Regions from separate parts of the Pan troglodytes genome. Here region 1 is linked to region 2. A link is a contact called in public Hi-C data. All regions are on one chromosome and are shown on one strand. Each heading gives the region's core, a stretch centred on a gene start, on an enhancer-like site or on the middle of the called end of the contact. The rest is flanking DNA. Distances are from core to core; before and after follow the strand shown.

Region 1 (6,710 bases), core at 697-3,196, 220 kb before region 2:
TATGTTGGAAGAATTGACTCTCCAATGTGAGAGTAGTAAGAGGTGGGTGGGAGATTTGGGAAAGTGAATAAGCCATGAGGGTTACATTCTCATGAAGAGAAATAGTGCTCTTATAAAAGAAGTTGAAGGGAACTGCTTCACCCTTTCTGCCATGTGAAGACACAGCAATAGGCACTATCAATGCAGCACAGAGGGAGCCTTTCCAGACACCTGATCTGCTGCTGCCTTGATCCTGGGCTTCCCAGCCTTCGGGACTGTGAGCAATACATTTCTACTGTTTATAAATTACCCAATCTATGGTATTTGTTAGAGCAGCCCAAAAGAATTAAGACACTATTATTTGTTGTCATTTCATAAATGAGCAAATTGAGGCTCAGGGAGGTTAGTTCACTTGCCCAGTGTCATTCAGCAAGTTGGGAAGCAGTGAATCAAACCCAGAAAGTCAAATCAGTTTCGCTGCTTTTATTCCACAGTTCCTGCCCTCCCCTGCCTACCCCTGAGAATCAGAAGCAATGTCATCAGTTAGATATGACTATGTTATGCATAAGCCATATCAAATTACAGCCGTTAACACATGGGTTGACTCACACACAAACAACATCTCAAATCTAGGCAAGAGGTATCAGCTGTTTGATAATATTTGTCCGCTAATTTTGCTAATTGTGTGCTCATTTGTCATCCTCTAGTGAGTGACAGCAGGCAAACAGTAGGAGGCACCAAAGGTTTAAGAAAAACATATGGGAGAAAAGCTTAACTGGGAGGCTTTTCTGTCTTAGCTTTTTCGTTTTTTTCCCCCTGCCAACTGGAAAAAAACCACAATTATTGCATTTCTGAGACAGAACTACCTGCTCTGGTTCATGGAAACCCATGTTATTTCAGAGATGCCACCCTGCTGCCCATTGGCGATCTTTCAAAGGTGCTCTCCTGGTGTTCTAACTCAATGTGCTGGACAGTTGTGCCTCTTCCCACCAGCACAGTGTCCTGGTACGGCAGGGACTCTGCAGCGTGGGGGGCAGGGGCACTTCAGGGGTGGGTGGTAAAAGCTGACCAGAACTGTGCAGCTCTGTTGTGGTTCCCACCCTTTGTGGAGAATCACTGCTCTAAGGTGACCCATGCCTCCTCCCATATCCTCTACACCTATGCTCTTTATGATATGACCCACTCTTTGGTTGGACTAGGGTCAACAGCTGGCCCAAGTGCAGCCAAACCATAGACTGGACAGGAAGCAAGGGCTCTGAGCTTCACCTCAAAAGATGAACTGTGCCTGTCAGACCCCTCTCTTGGAAATGTAGTGTCAGGGCTCCGGAGGGGTGGAGCTTCTGCACTTCAGGGGTACATGGGGGTGAGCTGGGCAATGGCCACAATGGACCAGAGTTCTCGGGGTGCAGGAGCCATGTGTGAGTCCAGGGAGTCAGCGGGTGCCAGCAGGAAAATGGAGCAGATCCACAGATGGAGGAGGGGATGTCAGGGGAGAGATGAGACTCTGAGGGACCAACCAGGCAAAATAGAAGTTTGCAGCAAGTAATAGTAGTAGAAGCCTGAAAGTCTGTTAGGTAACCGAGGCTGCAAACATCAGCCTTTCCTGCTCCTGGCCCGTTTCTGGGAGGTCTGCATGTAGGGAGGCGCTCGTTCTTGGATTCTCATGACATTTTCCTTCTTCTTTCTTGGCATCTTTATCATGACCCACCCACTCTCATGCTTTTACTCAAACCAGATAGCACTGCCTTAACGAGGGTGCACAAGAACGCTATTTGAGTTGCTGGGGCCTAAACTGCCTCAGTAAGTGAATCTCTGCCTCCCCTCAGACCCCCCATTGGATGGTCAGAATCTGCAGGAGACTGGCTCAGCTCACCATTCCACTGTTTTGTTCCCTCATTAGCTCTGTTCCCCGGTTAGCTCGCCAGCCCCTTTGCCTTGCCCCGCCCTCCCAGCCACTGCCCCCGACCGAGCTGTTTACATGGCTTTCTACATTTGGTTAGTGCTCACTCCCAAGTTCCCAACCTCCTACTTGACTGTGTCTCCCACTGTGATCCTTTCCTTAGCTCCTGCGGAGCCTGGGCTCATTTACATTTCACTCACCAACCTCATTTAGGTAATTTTCTACAGTTAATTCAACGTTCACCAAGTAGCCCTGGATTGCATTTGCATTCATCACCTTCTGGGGCTCGGAAGCATTTCAGAGTATAGAGGCTTCCCTGCTGAGATCCCCACTTACGCAAATGCAACAACAAATCTCGTGGGCTCTGAGCAGAAGATCCCGCTGCAGGGTCAGCCCAGTATTCTCTTCTGACAGCAGCCTCAGGAGGACAGGAAGTGCCCTTTGTCCTGCCAGTCTTGTCCAAGGAGGAGGTGCCCTGACCCTGGCCTTCCTGTCTCCTATTAATTCATTGTGAATCCATCTCTAGGTTTACTGCCTGCCGTGCAAAGCATTTCCTTCACCTTAGCCAAAATAGCCTAAGCTTCAGGGGGTGCCATCTAGTGCCTGTATTATTACAAAGCTTGGGAAGTAGAAAATATACGATAAAAGGCTTCACAATATCAGAATTGAAAAGGTGTGGTTGCTTGTGAACACAGTCACAGAGAATCCTTGGCTCATAACAAGCTACTTCTTGGTCTCCACTTTGCTAACTGGTGGTGGGCGTCATGGCTATAAGACTCTCAAACCAGCACAGCAGGCCTCACTGTCGATGGGTGCTGTACAGGACCAACTTTTTGCTTTAGTCTTCTACAATTGTTCAGGTTAGTAAAAGAAAACTTGTGATAATAGAAGTTTGCAGCAAGTAATAGTAATAGAAGTCTGAAAGTCTGTTAGGTAACCGAGGCTGCAAACATCAGTAATCTGTCTTTATCCGCAAAGCAGGGAAAACTGGATTCTATCACTTATGGGTTTCCCCTGCCTTTGTTGTATTTCAGGAATTACTGGAAAGAAATTGTCTGACCTGGCTCCTTTTGTGTTTCATTTGGGCCTCAAAGGCCGTATATATGTAAGAAGAATGTCACTGCCTATGTCAAGCTTTCTGGACAGAATTCTAGAAATTCACCTGTAGCTTGTTCTTATTCCATATTGTGCCACCCTTTCACAACCCTGGTTCAGTTTGTTTTAAGATTTTCTATCCAGGATCTCAGTGGCTGAGATGTTAGTCCCCATCGTGCTTCAGGTAGTAGAATAAGGGCTGGAGACCAGAGCCTGGGCCCACCATCCCACCATCGCTGTCTGTGAATATGCCTCATGCTGTGAGCAACACAATAAAGTTTGCTTCAAACAAAAGTATCATTTCCCTGTAGGAAGCCAGGTAAAAGTGCTGAGAAGTACCACTATAACAGTTCCTTCTCTCTCTACCCTGAGGGATGAAGCTCCTGCACTGCAGGGGTGTGTCGAGGTGAGCTTGGCAGTGGCCCCAGTGGGCCAGAGTTCTGGGGGTACAGGAGCCATGTGTGAGTCCAGGGAGTCAGCTGGTGCCAGCAGGAAAATGGAGCAGACCCACAGGTGGTGGAGGGGATGCCAGGGGAGAGCCGGGGCCCAGATTTTACAACTCCCTTGTTTCTTTGGCTGCCTAGTGCAGATTTATTTATTTATTTATTTGTTTGTTTGTTTGTTTGTTTATTTTAGACGGAGTCTCTCTCTGCTGCCCAGGCTGGAGTGCAGTGGCACGATCTCGGCTCACTGCAAGCTCCGCCTCCCAGGTTCATGCCATTCTCCTGCCTCAGCCTCTCTAGCAGCTGGGACTGATGCAGTTTTACTTTGCATCTCTTCCTATGTAGCAGGATGAGCCGCAGAAAAGAACCCCTCAGAAACCGAGTTGTGGAAGGAAAGGGCTTTATTCAGCTGAGAGCATCGGCGGACTCACGTCTCCAAAAACCGAGCTCCCCGAGTGAGCAATTCCTGTCCCTTTTAAGGGCTTACAACTCTAAGGGGGTCCGTGTGAGAGGGTCGTGATCGATTGAGCAACCAGGGGGTACGTGACAGGGGGCTGCATGCACCGGTAATCAGAACAGAGCAGAACAGGCCAGGGATTTTCACGATGCTTTTCCATACAATGTCTGGAATCTATAGATAACACAAGCAGTTAAGTCAGGGGTTGATTTTTAACTACCAGGCCTGGAATGCAGCGCCGGGCTGTCTGACTACTGATTTCACTTCTGTCTTTTCTTTAACTCCTACTTTTTCTTTGAGGCAGAAATTGGTCATAAGACAATATGAGGGGTGGTCTCCTCCCTTACCTCTAGCTTGATACAAAGGAGGGCTGGTATCCCTGCTTTAGCAAAGCACAGCGCTTCTCCACCCCTTAAGCTCTCCCAGGCAGCTGACAGCAGCTTATCAAGCCCTTGTTCTGTGTGTTGTCAACTGGGAGTGTTCTCAGGTTCCTCTAAGCCACCAGCTAGCCTGAAGGTGCAGTCTGGGAAAAGGACTGCTTTGCTGAATCCCTCTTTATGAGCTAGAAGGGCCTTCTGAACATGGGCCAGGCTCCATCAGTTTCAGAGCAGGAGGTGGTGGAGCGGATCTACTCAAAACTGCATGGGGAAGGAGCGCTGTTCGGCCGTTCTCAACATTTCCTTTAAGAAAGTAATGTTGGCGCTGATTCCAGTAGACCTTTAAAAAGGCTCTTTATTCAAGTCTTAGAACCGATTAGATGAGAGCCATGCTGGGTCTGTCGGGCTCAATTTATATCCTCTCTACTTCTGGGCTCAATTTATATCCTCTCTGCTTCCCAAGAGGGAGCTGAGCCAGGCAGGTAGGTTCCCCAGAATAGGCAGGGTCAATTCCAACGCCACCTTCCCAGGGTGATCTGGAATGGGCTCTTTCTCCCTCTCTCTCCCTTCACCAGGTGCTCCTGCAGAGGAACCTGGTGTCTTCCCCACCCCAGGCTGCAGGAGCTCTCTGTTCAATGCAGTATCCACTGGCCACATGTGGCTTTGAACTCCTGAAACATGGCTGGTCTAAACTGAGATATGCTATAAGTGTACAGTACCATCAGATTTTGAAGACAGTGTGGCAAAAGGTAAAATATGTCATGAATATTGTTTATATTGATTGCATGTGGAAATGATAATACTTTGGATATATGAGGCTAAATAAAATATAGTATAAAAGCCAGGCATGGTGGCTCATGCCTGTAATCCCAGCACTTGGGGAGGCTGAGGCTGGCGGGTCACTTGAGGTCACCTGAAGTTGGGAGTTCGAGACCACCCTGACCAACATGGAGAAACCCTGTCTGTGCTAAAAATACAAAATTAGCCGAGCATGGTGGCACATGCCTGTAATCTCACCTATTTGGGAAGCTGAGGCAGGAGAATTGCTTGAACCCAGGAGGCGGAGGTTGCAGTGAGCCAAGATCATGCCATTGCACTCCAGCCTGGGCAACAAAAGCGAAACTCTGTCTCAAAAAAAAAAAAAAAATATATATATATATTATGATAAATTAATTTCCCCTGTTTTATTTTTAAAATATGGTCACTGCAAACTTTAAAAGTGCCTTTGTGGCTTGCATTAAATTTCTATTGGGCAATGCTGTCCTAGAAGCATTTTAGACTGCAGAGGTTTAGAGATTTACAGCTGAGACTCTGGGTGAAGAGCAGGAATGAGAAAGATCAAGAAGGCAAAGATTCTGCCACTTCTCTGCTCAAAACTTTCTAAATTTTGATTCCTTCTGATTCCTTCCTCAAGACCTCTGAGGTCTCTAAGGCCCTGGAGGCCTTGCACAGGCTGGTCCATGTCGTATGTCCCACCCTCGTATGTCTCCTGGAGCTCCAGTCAACCTGACCTTGCTTTTCAGCATAGCCAGCCATGCCCATCACAGGGCCTTTGCACATGCTGTTACTTCTGCCTAAAACACTCTCCCCTGGACAGTTGCATGCTTAGAAAGTCACCTCCTCAAAGAAGCCATCCCTGATTCACTTCCTCAATCCCAGTCAGAACCAATCACTATCCCTTCACCCTGCTTTGTTTTTCTTTAAAATTCTTATTACTCCCTGACATTGAATTGCATGTTTACTTTCTGTTTCCTCCAGACAGGGAGCCTCTGTCTCTTTTGTTCACCACAGTGCCTGGCACATACTGGATACTCAGAGAATGCTTGTTCAATGAACACAAACATCAATGCTGCAAGGCCAATGAGATCCAGCCATTTTTCAAATGAATAAGCTCAGGCTTGGAAAGAGGTGAATACGGGACAGAGCAGGAATTGATTTCAGCGACTGCACCGAGCTGTGAGGGACAGTGGCTGGGTGACCTGGGAAGTCACCTCTTCTAGGACCTCATGCACTGGGAATGTGCCCTAATCCAGGGGATGAGGACCAACTTAGCAGGGAAGAAAATAAAACCAAGAGAAAAAGGCCACTCTGACTTGCTCTGGACATTTCCTGTAGGAAACAGATGTCAGGATTAAAAGGAAAGAGCAGGTGTGAGGTCTCACTCGTTCATACTCCGGCATCACAGAATCCTTTGAGGAGGCACGTGGGGTCAACCTAGACAGGCTATCAATAATCAAGGTCCTTCCAGATGCACGAAACAGGCCTTAGAGCCTCAGAGCTGCAGGAGATTTTCATGCCTGCCCCTTGGGCACATCCCAAGATCAGGAGCTCACTCCTTCCAAGGCAGCCGAGCTGTTAGTTTTTCTGTTCACTTTAATCAACAGAACGTATTTGATTCTTTCGGGTCAGCAGCGACTTTCTTGTAGTTGATGTTTTTCAGACACTTGTTCTAGTTTTGG
Region 2 (7,166 bases), core at 4,215-6,714:
AGCCATACATCTCTCACTGCCTTCTACTTTATCGATGGGCCCAGGACACTGCCAACATCAAATGCATAGCCTCCTCTTCATGGCTTGAAGCCAGGCTGATGCACATTCAGGAAGAAATGGAAGTGAAGGCTGGTAGAAGGGTAGGAAAGGGAAGTTTTCAGAGAGAGCAAACTTAGGAAATGAGAATGCAGGTGCTGATAAAAGTGTATGCTAGAATGTGAGCAGCTGAGGGTCACGTAACAGCTGGGAGAATGGGTATGGCTCAGCTCTTCGGAGAAGGGAAACCTTGGGAAGGGCTTTCTTTGGGCAAACACCTCCAAGGGGAACAAACCAGCTGTGCTTAGAGTAGTGAATCCCAATCAGAGAGATGCTCATTTGAGTTATGAGGGCCACCCTTGGGAATTGTTATCAGTCTTGAGTTGAAAACACAGATTTTGAAAGTCCCAGGTTTAAAAGATTTTTGAAAAAGGTATTTTTTTCTTTCTAAACCAGACTTAGGTCCACATGCCTAGACTATTGTCCATGTTACCATATGGATAAAAAAGCTAAAACTAATCAATACACAGGTTGGGTTCCCTATCAGAGCCTGAGATGGCACACCTTCTACAGGTGATTTATTGAGGGAGTGTTCTCATAAAAAGCCTAGAAGCGGGAAGGGGAAGGTAGGGCAGGGGAAAAAGTAAGCATGAATGTGGTTTCAGGAGAAGTCCAGCTCAGCCTGATCCCACGGGAAACACTGAGTGTAAACTGCACCACAATGTATTCCATCTTGAGGTGAGATGACTGGCATTTCCTAATCCTGTCAGTCAGTCACTGGCCACTGGCTGCCCCCAGGTGGTGGGGAGGTGAATAACTTCCCAGGTATCTCCAGAAGAGGCAGCACCTGTCAACCAAGGGCCAGCCTCCCCACGAAGGGGACTGATTAAGCTGTTATGTGCTCTACCTACAGGTGCAGTAAAGAGGATCTGGGCTGACCAACAGTGTCTTCCACAGATACACTTGCTAATTCACGCATGGAAGACCCAGAGTGGATCACTCCCCTCAACTGCTGGACTACTGTGCTGCAAACTTTGAGTCAGACCGATGAGCTTCAGTCAGGCATATCATGGCTCCTGAACAGGATTTTGAGAGCAAGATTCTGTGCCTCCCTCATCCTGCTGCAGCCTCTCAATGCATCTAGGTGTTTCTGCTTCCATTGTACATATCTATCAAAATAAAATGGTTATAATTAAACAAACAAATAAATAGATAAATAGATCTGGTGGCAAATGAGCAGCAACTCCTCCCCGCTCCCAACGTAAGTTAAAGTTTGAGTTTCAGCAACAGATGTAGGATCAGAAAACAAATGTTTATTATGTTCTGTTGCATTAGAGCGGTACAGGTTGGCAAGTCCTTAGAAACCACCTAATTCCACCCCTTCATTTTACAGATAAGCAAACTGAGGCCCATTGAGGCTTATTACCTTCCCAAAGGTTGTACGACTAAATCTACAGAGGTCATAAATCCAGGCAAATACGTTGCTTCTGTTTTACATGCTTAATTTCTTCTGAGCATAAATTTCAATGGCTACTGAGGCAATCAATAGAGAATATATCGAAATCAGAAGAAAATAAGTACTGGGAGATGGAAAGATGCTTCAGCATCCAAAGAATAGCACTTTGGGGAATGCTGTCCTCAAATAAAGCCCAACCTGATAAACAGGCTTTTATCAGAGAATTTCAATTTATCAAATAATAACCATGTAGTATTTCTGAGCGTTGGAGACAGCTGCTATCCAGCAACCACTAAGCCCAGTCTGTATGGTTTTAAGTCAAATGCATGAGTGAAATATGATATATGGAGTTTCAAACTGGGAGGGGTGATGTAGGCTTGGTCTCAGGTTGTAATAGATCATGGGTCAAATGGCCTTGCTGGTCAAGTTGGATATTTTAACTCAGCTCCATCAAACATAAACATCCTACAAAAAAGAGAAAGCACACAGCAAATTTTCAGGTCTCTCTAGACTCAGGTGGTATCGTTTTAGTCTCATGGAGGGAATGGGGTGCGTGGCACTTTGACATATGGGCTGCTCTATGGAGCACCACCTCTAATGGCAAACTTAATGCTAAATGCTACCAATTCAGTCTTTGGGAGATTTTTTAATGGGACCACATTTCAGCTCTTACAAAAGAAATCAGTAGCAAACTAGGATTCACCTTACCAAAATTTTGTTAAATTCATCTCTTCATTAATGGAAGAACTTTCTATAGAGAGGAAAAGAGAACTACAATACAGAGGAGGAAAGGAACCAACACCCCAGCCAATAAGCTTCCAGGTAGCCTTCTAAGCAGTTCTGGATGTCTAAAATCTTCCAGAGAAAGAGACACAGACATGCAGATTCACCCAACAATCAACTAGGCATTATTTAGGAACTTGTGCAGTAGCTTCAGTTTTTTCTTTGCAAGTAGACATTGTGGGTCATCAAAATAGTCAGCTCTCAGTCATTGTCTTACCCCTTCATCACATCAGACAGAATTTTATATACCCCTGAAAGCACGACTTCCAGAGAGCTTACAGCTTAAAGTTCTAAACTGGAAGATCCCAAACGGAGGCTGACATTATGGAAAACTTGCTTAGCTTGACAAAGGTTGCCCCCACAAGGGCATGCCAAATGTTCGCAAGACTTCAGAGCATCCTAAGGAATATGAGAAATCATCTATTTTGCATTAGTTACAATTTAGGCCATTTTGACATAGAATCTAGAGACTTTACAGACGGGAGAGTCAGGATCTACATCTGTGTGCTGAGGTGGTCTTGCAAGAAGTGGATGGTTTTGCAAGAAGAACCAGAGTTGACTCAAACTTGGGCCTCATCATGGAGCAGGGTTGGGCCTGTCAGGATGTGTGACTTTGTGTAAAGGAACACATCTCTGGTGCATCTTAGCAGACATTCAAAAAACAGTAGGACCAAGATGGTATCAGATAAACAAGCAGAAATACTATCAATAAATTTCCATCAAAGGAGAGTAACTGGTGCTCAGTTTTGAGCCTAAAAGGAAGGAATCTCCTAATGACCTCAAGACTACCCAGGAGACTCAAGAAGAGAGCAAGCTAACATTGATTGGATGTGTACTGTGGAGCAGACATGACACCAGATGCACAAAAAGTGAGATCCCAGGCCTAGTAATACACACACATGCACACAATACATGGCTGAATGGGAGTACTCCCAAAATGCTAAAATAATATATATAATTATATCTGGGAAGCAATTAATGGCGATTTTTCTTTTCTTTCTTTTTTTCTTTTTCTTTTCTTTTCTTTTTTTTCTTTTCTTTTTTTTTTTGAGACAGTGTCTCGCTCTGTTGCCCAGGCTGGAGTGCAGTGGTGTGATCATGGCTCCCTGCAGCTTCAACCTTCCAGTTTTAAGCTAACCTCCCACCTCAGCCTCCCAAGTAGCTGGGACTACAGGCATGTGCCACCACTCCTGGCTCATTTTTGTATTTTTTGTAGAGACTGGGTTTTACTATATTGCCCAGGTTTCTCCTTTCTTTATTATTTCCCACACTTCCCAAATTTTCTCCAATGAGCATGGATTACTTCTATAATCAGAAAGTGTATTATTAAACAATAACAATAATGGGACAAGTCATCCCAATGCAGGTGGAATCCTGGCTACCCATGATGCAAAAAGAAGCTTGAAAACAACAATTTCACCATATATCAACTAGACTTACTTAACATTAAAAAAGCTTCAAACCCACTTTACCCAAACTCTGAAGAAGCAGTTTGACAGCTATGTGCTAAGCAATTCTAGGTGCCAAGAATACAAGGATGACTGAAGACATCAGGCCTTATGAGGAGGGGAGAAAACAGAAATATGTGATTTGTAAAAAGTTAGCAATGCAATATTACCTCACACTTGTTAGAATAGTTGTTGTCAAAAATACAAAAAATAACAAGCATTGGAAAGGATGTGGAGAAAGGTGAGCCCTTGTACACTGTGGGTGGGAATGGAAATTAGTACAGCCATTATGGAAAACAGTATGGAGGTTCCTCAAAAAATTAAAAATAGAAGTACCATATGATCTAGCAATCCCACTACCGGGTATATATCCAAAGGAAGTGAAATCAGTATGTCAAAGAGATTCTGCCCTCCCATGTTTATTGCAGCACTAGTCACAAAAGCCAAGATATGGAATCAACCTAGTGTCCATCGATAGGTGAATAAATAAAGATTTGTGATATATATACACAATGGAATACTATTCAGCCTTTAAAAAGGAAGAAAATCCTGTCATTTGTGACAACATAGATGAACCTGGAGGACACTATGCAAAGTGAAATAAGTCAGGCACAGAAAGACAAATACTGCATGATCTCACTTCTATGTGGAATCTTAGAAGGTCAAACTCATAGAAACAGAGAGTAGAATGGTGATTACTGGGGACTGGGGAGTGGCAGGGTGGATAGGTGAGATATGGATCAAAGGACATAAAATTTCAGTTCAACAGGAGAGACAAGCCCAGGAAATCTATTGTACATCATAATGCCTAGAGTTAATAACAATATATTGAACAACTGAAAATTGCTAAGGGGGTAAATTTTAAGTGTTCTTACCATCCCCCCAAGAAAATGGTAAGTATATGAGGTAATACATATGTTAAATAGTTTGATTTAGCCACTCCACAATGTATACATACATCAAAGCAGTGTTGTACATCATAAATATATGTACCTTTTACTAATAAACTTTTTAAAATTAAAAATTATCAGTGGCTAAAAAACTAGGGTGTTAAATCATTTCTAAGGTCATTTTTAGCCCAAGCACTTCATGATTCTAATGCAAGAAAAAGAATAATGACTGTTCTAACAGAGGAATAAACCAAAATGCTGTTTAGAAGCAGACGAGAAAGAGAGTAATTTAGATTATGGGAATGGGAAGGGGATGGGCAATGGTTTCCTGGAGAAGGCTACAGTGATGGTAAAGCTGGATTTTGAAGGATGACTAGGATTTAGATAAATAGACATGGAGAAAGAGGTATAAAAAGTAAAGAGGGTGGCGTGGTGGCTCACGCCTGTAATCCTAGCACTTTGGGAGGCCAAGGTGGGCAGATCACAAGGTCAGGAGTACGAGACCGGCCTGGCCAATCTGGTGAAACCCCATCTCTACTAAAAATACCAGGCATGGTGGCAGGCGCCTGTAGTCCCAGCTAATCAGGAAGCTGAGGCAGGAGAATCGCTTGAACCTGAGAGGTGGAGGTTGCAGTGAGCTAAGATCGCACAACTACACTCCAGCCTGGGCAACAGAGTGAGACTCCATCTCAAGAAAAAAAAAAAAAAAAAAAGTAAAGAGGTAGAATAGGAAAGGTCCCTGAGTAAAGGGTTCTGGGTTTATTCCAGGAACAGCAAGTAACTATTCAATTAGCAAACCATGCCTGGGTCATGGTATTTCCTGTGGGCAGCCCCCATATTTAGCATGATGTATGCAGAGTCTGGGTTTAATGAGACTGCATTCTTGCACTCAGCTATCACCTCATCTGGAGGGGGTGGGAAATGGGCTGGGAGTTCTAAAACGGCAAGGCTTTAGGCTATTTTTATCACACTGCACAATAGGTGCTCTATTTGATTGACAAACGAATAACCATGCATGAAGCACTATGACACACTGCTATAAAAGCTGTGCACAGGGTGCATAGGTCACCCATTCCTGGCGTGGGGAGAGGGGCTGGCACAGGACAAGTGAGCTTCCTAGAGTTGAGTTTGGGAGCATGGGATTCAATGTGGAAGCCAAGATGGTGGGTAAGGAGAGGACATTTGAGCAGCAGAATTAATATGAAGAGCACAGAGAAAAGTGAAAGCTTAATATATAATGAGAATTGAGAATACCACCAACACAGCAGTTGCCTGTGCTCCAAAGCTGTTGGTGAAGTTATAGTATGGAATAGTGAGCAAACCACTGGACTGAGAGTCGAGTGAGCTCCTGCGGGACACTAAGCAAAGCAAGAGGCCTACCCTGCTCTAGGCACCTGCCACATAGTAGGCCTTCACATATTTTATGGCACTGAGTCAGCACGATAGCTCTAAGTGATAGGTATTATTGTTCCTAATTTAGAGATGAGACAATCAAGGTTAAGAAACTTGTCCGAAAATATACAGCAAATTGGTGGCAGAGTTGGAATTCCAACTCAGATTTCTCCCTAAAACTCACATTCTTCACCTACATGTTCCTAGTATAATAATAATAATTTTTTTAAAAAAGATAGACTAGATTAGCTATGGACCCATTTGGCCTTGTGCAAGAATTCCAAAGATGTGATCTTCCTAAACCTTCACCTCCACCATCTCTATAATGTTAGGTGATGTCAGTTAACAAGATCTACACAGTGCCTCTAACAAGATCTCATAGTGGAGAGACCTTTCTTTTGTTAAGGAAAGAAAGAAATATATTTCCCAAGAAATCTCAAATTTAAAATACAAACACATACAACTATGAAAGTAGGTTAAGTATGAAACTGAAATGTCATTTGTATTTCTGTACTTGGAGTCAGATGACCCCTAACATGATGAGCAGAGAAAAAACATAAAACAATCATGTCCTGGACACAAGCAGTGGGGCCACCACCTGTCAGCAAGAGTTAACTATCGAATCCAACTGTGACCTCCATTCTAAGAAACCCCATCTCAGTCAGGTTGGATGTAAACCCACTGCTCCAAACAGAGAAAGCAGTAGCCACCTCTCCCTCCCTGGTTTCATCTTTCATAGCTTTACTCATCAGGTCTGACTCCTGCGAATAGCCCAACTACTAATATGGAAACCAACCCCGCCTTCCGTCTTTGTAGCTGGCACAGTGTACACATATATTGCCTCCCAACATCCCTGTGGGTTAGTAAGTCAAATATTACTATCACATGTTAGATGACCAAGTCGAGGCCTAGAGAGGATGCAAGATACAACCAGGGAATAAGAAAGACAATGTTGTAGCTGGGCTTCAAATCTTTGTCTTTCTGCTCTTAATCTTGCACTCACATTATCCAACATCACGGCCACAGACACAATCCCTCCTCCTTCCTTCCACTCTAGGTCAATGAGGCAACCTCCCTAAGTAGACAATCTGGAATCAAAGCTGTCTTCTGCTTTTCCAGGAGGGAAAAAAAGTGTGCTTATCTGAAATCAGATTGTCCTAG

What was found. A called contact is a pair of places that touch in the nucleus more often than the background predicts.
Region 1: a contact with region 2 is called in a Hi-C map of induced pluripotent stem cells, with 2.7 times the contacts expected there. The contact joins two enhancer-like sites. A contact is called at or near these places in 1 of 7 Hi-C or Micro-C datasets (induced pluripotent stem cells), 1 of 1 datasets of contacts at active chromatin or transcription factors (stem cell-derived excitatory neurons) and 1 of 1 other capture datasets (stem cell-derived neural stem cells).

What each region holds. Positions count from the first base shown.
Region 1 is chr19:33,671,432-33,678,141 of NHGRI_mPanTro3-v2.0_pri, reverse strand. The region is part of intron 1 of ASIC2 (acid sensing ion channel subunit 2); the gene reads right to left. Among named protein-coding and RNA genes, the nearest start is that of ASIC2, 230 kb to the right of the region's middle. Within about 2 kb of position 1,946, at least 5 of the 24 cell types and tissues checked have an H3K27ac peak or open chromatin away from gene starts, as enhancers often do. A contact at or near this core is called in induced pluripotent stem cells, where this site is marked.
Region 2 is chr19:33,450,194-33,457,359 of NHGRI_mPanTro3-v2.0_pri, reverse strand. All of the region lies in intron 1 of ASIC2 (acid sensing ion channel subunit 2), which reads right to left. Among named protein-coding and RNA genes, the nearest start is that of ASIC2, 7.4 kb to the right of the region's middle. Within about 2 kb of position 5,464, at least 1 of the 24 cell types and tissues checked has an H3K27ac peak or open chromatin away from gene starts, as enhancers often do. A contact at or near this core is called in induced pluripotent stem cells, where this site is marked.